Linked DNA regions of Mus musculus: regions 2 and 3 are each linked to region 1. A link is a contact called in public Hi-C data. All regions are on one chromosome and are shown on one strand. Each heading gives the region's core, a stretch centred on a gene start, on an enhancer-like site or on the middle of the called end of the contact. The rest is flanking DNA. Distances are from core to core; before and after follow the strand shown. Region 1 overlaps Stxbp5l (syntaxin binding protein 5-like). Region 2 has its middle 65 kb from the start of Stxbp5l. Region 3 holds the start of Stxbp5l (syntaxin binding protein 5-like).

Region 1 (3,275 bases), core at 554-3,053:
GATTTGCCCCATCACTGGTGACAGGACTTTGGTCCCTCAATAACAAATATGGTATCTTCCATGTTTTTTTGGTGTAAATGTCTTTTAATGTTTAACAGTTTTGAAGACACTTGGAGATGATGTAAATCATTCTCTACTGAGATCCTACTTCACCCCATTAGCTTGAGCACTAACTGGTATATACCGCCCAACATATTATAACAATGGTTATCTAACAGCAACTTTTAAATTCCATTTACACTTATTAGCTGGCATTTGATTGTGTGAATAACTTTCTCTCTTCCATATTTACTTATTATCAGTGTGAATTCATGGGTTCCTATTTTATTCTATTACTATGTTTTATAGTTAAATTATCCTTGACTTGGCCTGTGTAAGCTCTTTCAAGCTGTTTTTGAGTGCTTCTGAAACGTAGCTATCTTTCATCGAATACTTCACCTTCTGATACAGACTATATTCCAGAATTGAACCAGTCACTCTTCATGATGCTCTAGCCCATTAGCAGGAAAGAATACTTGGAAATCATAATCCAGCATTAATTGTCTTGATTGCTTTGTATCTTTCTGTCTATTCAGTGTTCAGAATTAGGAAATATTTATATACAACATATACACACCTTTTCAGCATGCATACACACACATATAATATATATTTATATGTGTATCTATGTATATAGCTATTTATATAGATACAATTATATAAATATGTATAGTATATATATATATGTATATATATATATATGGACAATCATGTTCACACTGATAACCAATTGTATTCGACATTACAAGAGTTTTCCTACCTTTTCTTCTTTAAGAAGTTTTATTATTTTAAATTGAGACATAATAACTATACTGACAGGGAATATTTGATAGTCCTGTACATCCTTAGCATAATCACCCCCTCAACTGTCACCTCTTTGTGGTGGAACACTTAAAAGTCCTCTTCTTTATCCATTTTGAGCATAAAAGTTACAGCCCCAGTTACCGTGCTATATGTAGAAGCACCAAAATTTAAAGCATTTTAGGTTTTTCTTTTAATTGTATACCCTTCTGCAGTCTCTGTGAGAAACTTGGCTCCCATGTCCTCAATGAATTTATTTAAATGCTCAATTCCTTGAATGTGGCCACCCTCCAGAACCAAAGGGGTTGCCTCTGCCCTGCTTCAAAGACGACCTCAAATTCCAAGGTCACTGACCAGGGAAGTCTCAGCTGCCCCTCCCCCCGCTCAGCTCTGTGGGTGCACCTCTTACTTCACCCCTGTGGTACCCACTTCTATGTGAGCTTGCCACTGCTAACCTGCCCCAGTGCTGGGCTTGCCCTTTAAATAGAGCAGATGGCAGGAGCGGCTTGAGGAAGGAAGTCCTGTTGAATGGGAGTGAGGGAGCAGGGGAGGCAGGAACGGAATGACAGAGGAAGGGAGACGAGGGGGGGGGGGAAGCAGAAGAAAATGGAGAACAGAGTTTTGTGGACTTATGTTGTCATCACAGAAAGACAAACTGATTCTGCTGAGACAGATCTGAAATAGAGACTAGCATTTATATTTTAAAAGGCCCTATACCTTTTTCTTTTACTCAAAAGTATTTTTTAGCCCAAGGCTAGTTGTCGTTCCTTTCAGCTATAGAAGAAAGCTTGTGGTGGAGGAAGAATTTTCCTAAGATAATTAGAACTTTGGAAGAAGAATACGATCAGTTGGCTAAGGCCACCATATAGGAAAATACCAGAAGGAGAATCAACCAGCTGGTGAGAGCAGAGCAAATCAGAGGATTCCATGACCACTAGATGGAAGCATAAACTCACAGCAGACTCATTCTTCCAGCTTGAGCTGTAAAAGCAGGAAGGCGGTCAAGGCCACCCTGAGGTGTAAGTCCTTGCACCACCACAGTGTCTTGTGGGCACTGTTATCAAGTTTGCCTTTATATTTATTCCACCGCAGGTCCCAGTTAATCAATAGCCTTACAGTTTGTCTTTAAATTTTCACTAAACTCTTACACATGTCTGCAATTTGATAGAAAATCTGAATAGGTATTTCTAACCCGAGTCAATCCATAAATTTAAACAGAATCTGTATACATCTAGGGAACTTAGATTTTGTTTTCTGCTTTTTGCTCAATTCAGTGTGTTCTCTTCATCCCCTCCATGTCTTTTAAAAACATCCATTCTTGGTAAAACTACAGTTAACACTTTGCAAATGAATGTTTTACCTCTATATATTTAATCTTGGCAAAAATCATTAGTATATGACATCATGACATAAGAGAGCATCTATGTACAAACATATACAATTTTATTGATATCTCTACAGACTACAAGAATTTTAGGTATAGTCACAATTGCTGAATGCAACAGAAAAATAGTAATTTGTCCTTTTCTGAAAAGATGCAAAAATTCTGAAGATGAGAGAAAGATTCATCAATGGTGTCACCTGTCTGTTATTTCCTAGAGTAAAACATCGCATAATTCAGTACTAAACGTGATAGGTTATTAGAGATTTTTGATACTGTGTACAACTATCCAAAACCACCACCTAGTTCATCTTCTGGCTTTGCTGTTGAGAACAGTGGGCCAAGATGAGAGGGGAAGTGGCGTGAGGGAGAGGACTCGGAGTGTTTTTGTGTCATTGCCTCCCACTGGCTGGACTCTTTCTTGCTGGAGTGTGAGCACTTTTTCAGGGCACTTGTTCTCAGATTATGATTTTTCCATTTATGCACATACCCCATAAGTCAAAGAACAAATTCAAGTGGCCCTGGGAGCTTTAGGAATAGCAATAAAACAAGGAAGAGTTGTTCTCCCTGTTTGCTAACCTCAGGTCCAGCAGGACACCCACAGCAGAGCAGGCGCCTCTCAACATGTCTGCTCCTGGAGAAGGGTGCCTAATAAACTTCAGAGGATTTAGTGAGTGTTTTGGGGAATTTCCAATGTCTAGATATTGAGATTAATTTTACCATTTAGCCTTTTATACTGCTGATTTTATGATATTTCTAGTGTCTTATCTAAAAGACAGTCAAAATTTACATCCTTGACTTAAATAACTGAAATCAAGTCACACAGTAATATTACAGAGTTACAAAGACTTAGTGGAGTTGACTGGTTAGAAATGTACACTCACTTTTGTTCTGTGAGAGTCACAGAATAAATGCCAATCAAGATAAGACTGTCTCTTTTACATTCTGTCTTCCCCGGTCCCTAGGAAGGGGCTAAGAATCAGCCAATGAAGGCAAGAGTCTTTCTTAGTCAGTTCATAAAGCAGTGGTTACCCAAGGTTGGCTGGACACTGGA
Region 2 (3,275 bases), core at 246-2,745, 340 kb after region 1:
AAGATAATATAATTTGAGGGTTTTTTTTTTAACTCATTAGGTCAGAAAGAATAAGAAACTCAGTAAATAATAGTTGTCATATATTAAAGGAGGAAGAAACATTCTTATAGAATAGATTGTTTATGAGAAGTTGACTGATAAAATTACTGTAGAACTCCACAAGGCTCAGGACCAGACAGGAGGGCACAGGTAACTCTGTATAGCTGATAACATGGAACTTTATTAAAAATTTTTTAAAAAGTTATAACAGTTCCAGGTCTCTTCTTTTATTCTTGGATAGGAATAGAAATTGGAAAACAGACCAGGGAGACTGAATTTCAAGAGAATAGGATCTGTAGGGGAAGGATGATGGTAGATCAGAAAGGAAATATATAGGAATATAGGGAAACTCACATGGTGAAGGAGGAGACTAGTCCCCTCCCAGTCCCTGTACCTTATTCTCTCTACCGCCCAATATTGCTTTCCTTTAGCATCAGTAGAAACTCTGGATCCATGTTTGCTACTGGCTTCAAACAAACATCAATCTTCAATTGAAAAACTGTCTCCAACACTTCTCTAAAAATCTCCATGAATCATTTTCTTTGAAACTCACTCCTTTATTCCAGTGTGTTTTAACATGCTGAACTTGGGAAATTAGGTAATTTGTCAAGCTGATTTGAGGGCAGTTGTCAGGTTAATTCTGAGACGAAATGGCAGGGCAGACACATTTAAATTTTGGATTGCGTTCTTATTGGAAGGTTTGTCACATGGCCTCTAAACCACCACTTGACACTGTCTCTTCTTCCTCAGAGACACACCCAACTCATTTATTCTTGAGATTGTCCTAATTTGGGACACCCAGTTAATAACTTTTTCTCCCCCCTTAGGTAAACACGTTCTTTAGCTTCCAAACTAAATTTTATAATATAGCTTCCTATTTGTTTTGTATATTCCCCAATGACATCTGATGCATAACCTACTCCACAAAGCCTTGATAACCATCACTTGCTTCTACTGATATACAGAGTGGGGTGACCCACCATATTGAAGGGGAAAAAGAAACAGAAATGCAAGCATGTTCTTGAAATAAATCTGTCGTACAGAACCATGGAGACCCAGAGTGGGCTCCTTCGAAGGAAGAAGCACAGCTCAGAGAGCAAGAATGAGAGAAGCTAGGCCTTGGGGGGTGGGGGAGAGATGGCAGAGCAGGGGTGGGGTGGGGTGGGGGTAGGGGGATCAACAGGGCTTCTGCTGGGTAGAGGCACTGCACAAATGGGAGGGAAGATGAGTCATCAAAATGATCGTTGCTCTCCTTCAAGTGAGGCTCAGGTACAGCCGTAGTGCCCAGGGTTGGCGGGATCACAATGACTAGGGTTTCCATCTTCAGGATGTGCCCAGCACTAAGCCCTAAGCCCTATGGCACATGTACAGAAACAAACACATGCTTCAATATTTACTCTCTGGGACCTGAATCCATGACACTGTAGTTGTCGATCCTCCCACAGCCACTGGACAAATGCCTGACTAAACAGATGGCCTTGCCAGGATTTTTTCACTTGGGTAGGAGGGTGGAGGCTTGCACGGCCAGAATTCTTAATTCAATATGTCTGCCTGAGCATGTTCTCTGAACAGTCCACCTAAAGAACACTGGGTAAAGTAGGGAGAACAGGTTCTGGGAGAGGGAAGGAAAAGAGAGGTGACTGCTATGGTATTTTTTTTTAAGGAAACCACAGAACTTAGAGTCTAAAAATGTAATTTCAAGTCAATCACCATAGCGAAAATTCCATGCACCTCTGTAAACATCTTTCAACTTTCTCAGTCTTGGTTTCCTCGTCTGTGAAATAATGCTTCTTTTGCCTGTTTCCCAAACATTTGGAAGGATAAAGTAAGCTTAATTTGTGTCAAAAAAATGTATGCTGTATGACATTTTAATGTCATATGATCCTAATCTATAGTTCAACTATTTAAACCTTAGTTTTTCCGAGGAGAAAAAACAAATGTGTTTTATTTTAGGTCTGTAAAACAATTTATTTTCATAAGAATATTTTTACTACCAATTGAATAATCAATTAGGGGATCTTCCCTGGGGAAGTCTATTTTCATGCACTTCTCTTCCTTTGCAACAGAGATGGAGACAAGTACAGAAGACCACAACCAACCAAAATGCAGAAACAACTAATCTTTCGGGGTCCAGCAGCAGCTGAGTTATCTACACACAATCCCTACACCAGGGCCTTGGGGACATCTTTGAAGAAAGGGCAGAGAGAGCATAAGAGCCAGAAGAACAGGATGCCTCCTGTGAGATTGTATCTCCTAGACACACCAGAGAAGCTCCACCCATCAAGCCTCAACAACATGGCTGCCCAAAGAAGCCCTGAACAAGGATAACAAGGGAAATCTCATGGGACCCTAATGGCATACAAAATATTCTATTTAACTTCAAAAAAAAAAAAAGATAAAGCAATCATACCTAGCTGTTCTTTTTAATTTTTTAACTGTCCCAATAGAAAAAAAAAAATCAAGAATTAACCTTTCCGTTATACACAGAAGCTACAGAAAATAATTTAACAGCGGAGAAAAAGCAGCAATCTTTCAAAAGACATGCCAAAAGGACTTGGATACTTAAAATCAGCTTTGCAAACCACTGGAACCAGGAGGCACTATTAATCTTCGGTGTGTTAATCTAATAATTAATCATTTGACAGTCTCAGGAGAGATTTTTAGCAAAATCTAGGTCAGGGGACCAACCATGCTTGATTGCTGATTAGCCTTGAAGCCCAGCTGGGGTTTGTGGAATTATAGCATGCTGTGTGACTTCAGCAGGGCAGCACTTTCTCTCAAATACAATTAGAATTTTTTAATGTCAATATTTTTACATGTTTTCTCTCAGCCTATTTAAATTCAGATTTCTTCTTGCGCAGTTTCGTTGGGTTGATGTCGGCATATTTCTCTCCTATGAGGATAAGATCCCATTCAAACACGGTCTACCAAATATTTATTGGGCATCTGTAATACAGGTAATATAGATAAATGTTTAAATCTATATGCTGTTGACCTCATGTTGAACTAGCCAAACATAGTTCCTGGGTCATTTTTACAATTCATAGCCTCATGAAACAGAAAAATTAAATAAAAGATAACTGGTAATATAGTCATAGTTTATGATTCCTGCAGGAAGAAAACAAAAAATAATGGAAAAAGAAGATGTGAAGAGCATGAAATGGCAGTGAATACAATTAAAATGCATCATATGCATGCAGAAATTATCAAACTTCTTTAAAGTTGGAAATCCTTTA
Region 3 (3,275 bases), core at 582-3,081, 280 kb after region 1:
ATTTTACAACTAGACAGAGAAAAGGAATAACAGTTTCTCAGAATGAAAACCCAGGAAGCCAAATGGCTGTCATTTCTCCTTCAGTTTAGTACGTATACACAAACGTATTTTGTCCACTTATTTGGCTTTAACACCTTGGAAATACTACTTTTTGTGTGTCTTTTCCTTCTCTTTAAAATACCATTGTTGCTTATAAACCGATGCCAAAGTTAATATCTAAAGTGTTTTTATTCATTCAAATCAACTTAGTACTAGGCTCTTTGATACTGACGTCTCAACAATTTCCAGCCCTGCAAATGTATGTGTGTGTGTGTGTGTGTCTCCTTGTTTCTTCACAACAGTAAAGTAGAAATATAACAGGCCCTAAAGCCAATTCAAAACTTACCTTGCAAATCTGGAAATAGTCTGAAGTCAGGCTTTCCTGAATTTCCTCTCTCGGAAGCCCTGCAGTCCCTCCTGGATGGACAGAGCCACTTCCAGCCCCACCACTGTTACTGCCACTGCTGCTACCACTGCCAGGGGAAGAGGCAGTTAAGCCATCCAAAACTTTTCGGAAATTAAACTTCTTCATTTTAAACACTGTCGAAAAATTAAAAGGAAAAGAGAAGTGGTCACAAACATGGAATTTTACGGGGCAAAAGCCTCTATCTTTTCATTAGTCAAGGCAGGAGTAGCTAGTCCCCATTTTATGAGCATTGGATGTAATCGACGGGGAAGAGGGGTTCGGGCTTCATGTCCTCAAATTTTAACTTTAAAAGGGATATCTTTATAAGATAAAGAGAACACAACTCCAAGAGCAACAGTATTCCTTCCTTCGCACATTCAGATTTTCAAGGGCTTTATCCCCAGCTGTAGCTATGCTTTATCAGCACTGGGGTAAAAATAAAAGGCCGTGTCATCATCGTCATTAGCATTATATCATCATTATTATACAATCAAACCAGAGCCCAACAGACCAAGACCCTATGGACTGTTCTGAAAGGGGGGCTTTCCTTCTTCAGGGTCAACTCATAAATTTTTATTATCGGAAAAAACGATGTTGTAGGGGAACCAGTATTTACTCTTCCACCATGTTTGGGGCTCCCCCCCACACAATCCCATCATCTTCAAAGCTTCCTTTTTCTCAATAGAAACTAGGGGACAGGAAAAAAAATGGCTTTTTTCCATCCCATATACCCAAAAACCTAGACCCCAAAACATCTGCGGTGACTCACGGCCACAGCCGACGGGAGGGGCGAGCGGGGACCGCCTGCCTCCACCTGTCCCCAGCTCCTCTCTTCTGCCCCTCTCCCGCCTCTGGTCTCCCGTGTCCCCTCCCCGCCCGGCTCCCCCTCTGCACAGCAGCGGCTCTCCGGGGGATGTGAGGCGGTGACGCCTGCGGCCCGAGTCCCGCCTCAGCCTGCGGGGCGCGCAGAGCTGGCTCTCTCGCTCCCTCCCAGCCAAGCAGGGCGCTGAGGCTACCACCGCGGGCTACGAGCCCTGGAGCCCTCACAGACAGCCGGGAAGCCACACGCACCTCAGACAGCTGCGCGGGCGCGCTCTCCCTCTTGCACAGGCACACACACACACACACACACACACACACACACACACACACACACACACACACAGGCGTGCGCACAGGTGTGAGGGCAAGCCGCGATGGGACAGCACGGGTGTCCCTGGGGACCCCAGACTTAGCACCTTCCTCAGACGCCACTAGCCGCCGGCCAGCCCGTGAGGCGGAGGGCGCGGAGGCTGCAGGCTCACAGGCGGGCGAAGGTCCAGCCCGGATCCGGCCGCTTCTCGGGTCCCTCTGGTCCTGGTGCCTGGCGCTCTCCGAGGTCCTAACCGAGCGGGCGGGTCTGTCTCAGGCTCCGCCCCCGCCGTGGGAGGTAGGCCCCGCCCCAGTCGGCCCGCACCCTCCTCCCTCCCAGACTCTCGCGCCGGGGGCGGGGCACTCTGGGCACCAGGGGGGCGGGACATCCTCTCGCCAATCACAAGCTCCACTGACCTAAGTCTTAGGGATTCCAGGCAGGAAAGAAGTTTGGGGATAGGTCAGAGAAAAAGCCAGTGACAGGAGGAGGGGATCATTTAGGAAAGTAGGTGATGTATTTGATTGACAGCCATACTAGCCAGTATGCCTTGGCGCCGTGCTTTGGGGGCTGTAATTGGTGCTACCTGTTGAAGGACGCAAGTGTGAATCAATAGAATGCTTGCAAGCTTGAGAACTTGCGCTCCGGGAGTCCCAGGCTGCAGAAAGGGTTACCTTAGGTCGTGCTCTGGACTGTATTGTGGACCCGGCTTTTGGACCGGGCTTATTTTGCAGCCTTCCCCCACCCCCCAGCACCCCTTGAATCTATTTCTGCTCACCAGGGCCAGGTGCATCTAATAGACGATCTCGCTGCCCTGCTATATGCGTTGAACGTAGATTTGTAAATAATCCCTACAAACTGTTAGTTCTCTCCATTAAGTCATCTGTACCAAAATGAATTGGTTTTCGGTGGAAATGTTGGCTTCCAAATCTTAAGGAAATGATTTGCCTACTTTATACAGCCTATGGAAATAGACCAGCGTTCCCCTTCTCCACATAGACAAATTAAATTTTTGAGGAAACATTTCTCTCAAATCATGACAAGATGCATCTTAAGCTTTTTTCTCATTTGAATCATTTTGGAAAATACTCTATTCCATACAGGAAAAAGAAACATCGCACCATTGTGAAGAAGGTGATGTAGTTCTGAGCCCTGACTGGCTTTTGGTAAAAGGCTCAAGGTCCATAACTAACTGTACACTTTAATCTAAGCAACAGGGATCATTAGAAATCGTCCCAAATATTTACTGTCCTACATCTTAGGTATGAAACACCACTTCCAGACCCATCCCTTTCTCTGTCAGAGATGAGAGGGGAGAAAGGGAAGACTTGAATGCCTTATGAATTACTCAGGCAAATAGCAAAGAAACCATGGCGATCAAATCGCGCTCAGATTTTCGGAAACTCAGCTCGGTATTCACATTCTCATTTTGAATGTTCTACTCCTTAACACTTGCAGCACTTCTTTTTGTAACCCTCTCACACTTTCACGGTCAAACCCAGATAGTGATTTTCTTAATAACCATTAAGGAGTAGAACTTTGTGCTTCTAGTTAATTTAGTACCTGGCACAGTATTTCTCTTAGAAAGAGCATTCAAAGGGCTTTAGACAATGGATTAGTTACTGGCTATAAGATAAAGATTTATGAGATGATATCTAACTTATCATGCTTGGGAGGAGTGAAAAATAAGTATGGAAACAA

What was found. Hi-C and Micro-C count contacts between places; a contact is called where the count stands out from the background.
Region 2: a contact with region 1 is called in a Hi-C map of cerebellum, with 1.9 times the contacts expected there. The contact joins two enhancer-like sites. A contact is called at or near these places in 1 of 484 Hi-C or Micro-C datasets (cerebellum) and 1 of 9 other capture datasets (embryonic stem cells).
Region 3: a contact with region 1 is called in a Hi-C map of cerebellum, with 2.1 times the contacts expected there. The contact joins the promoter of Stxbp5l here to the enhancer-like site in region 1. A contact is called at or near these places in 3 of 39 promoter capture datasets (embryonic stem cells, hippocampal neurons and liver), 1 of 484 Hi-C or Micro-C datasets (cerebellum) and 1 of 115 datasets of contacts at active chromatin or transcription factors (forebrain).

What each region holds. Positions count from the first base shown.
Region 1 is chr16:37,107,673-37,110,947 of GRCm38.p6, forward strand. Stxbp5l (syntaxin binding protein 5-like) reads right to left here. Exons shown (of 28, transcript NM_172440.3): 28 at 1-3,275. Among named protein-coding and RNA genes, the nearest start is that of Polq, 98 kb to the left of the region's middle. Within about 2 kb of position 1,804, at least 10 of the 459 cell types and tissues checked have an H3K27ac peak or open chromatin away from gene starts, as enhancers often do. A contact at or near this core is called in cerebellum, where this site is marked.
Region 2 is chr16:37,448,601-37,451,875 of GRCm38.p6, forward strand. No RefSeq gene overlaps it. Among named protein-coding and RNA genes, the nearest start is that of Stxbp5l, 65 kb to the left of the region's middle. Within about 2 kb of position 1,496, at least 5 of the 459 cell types and tissues checked have an H3K27ac peak or open chromatin away from gene starts, as enhancers often do. A contact at or near this core is called in cerebellum, where this site is marked.
Region 3 is chr16:37,383,127-37,386,401 of GRCm38.p6, forward strand. Stxbp5l (syntaxin binding protein 5-like) reads right to left here and starts at 1,832. Exons shown (of 28, transcript NM_172440.3): 1 at 1,684-1,832; 2 at 386-579. The coding sequence starts at 571.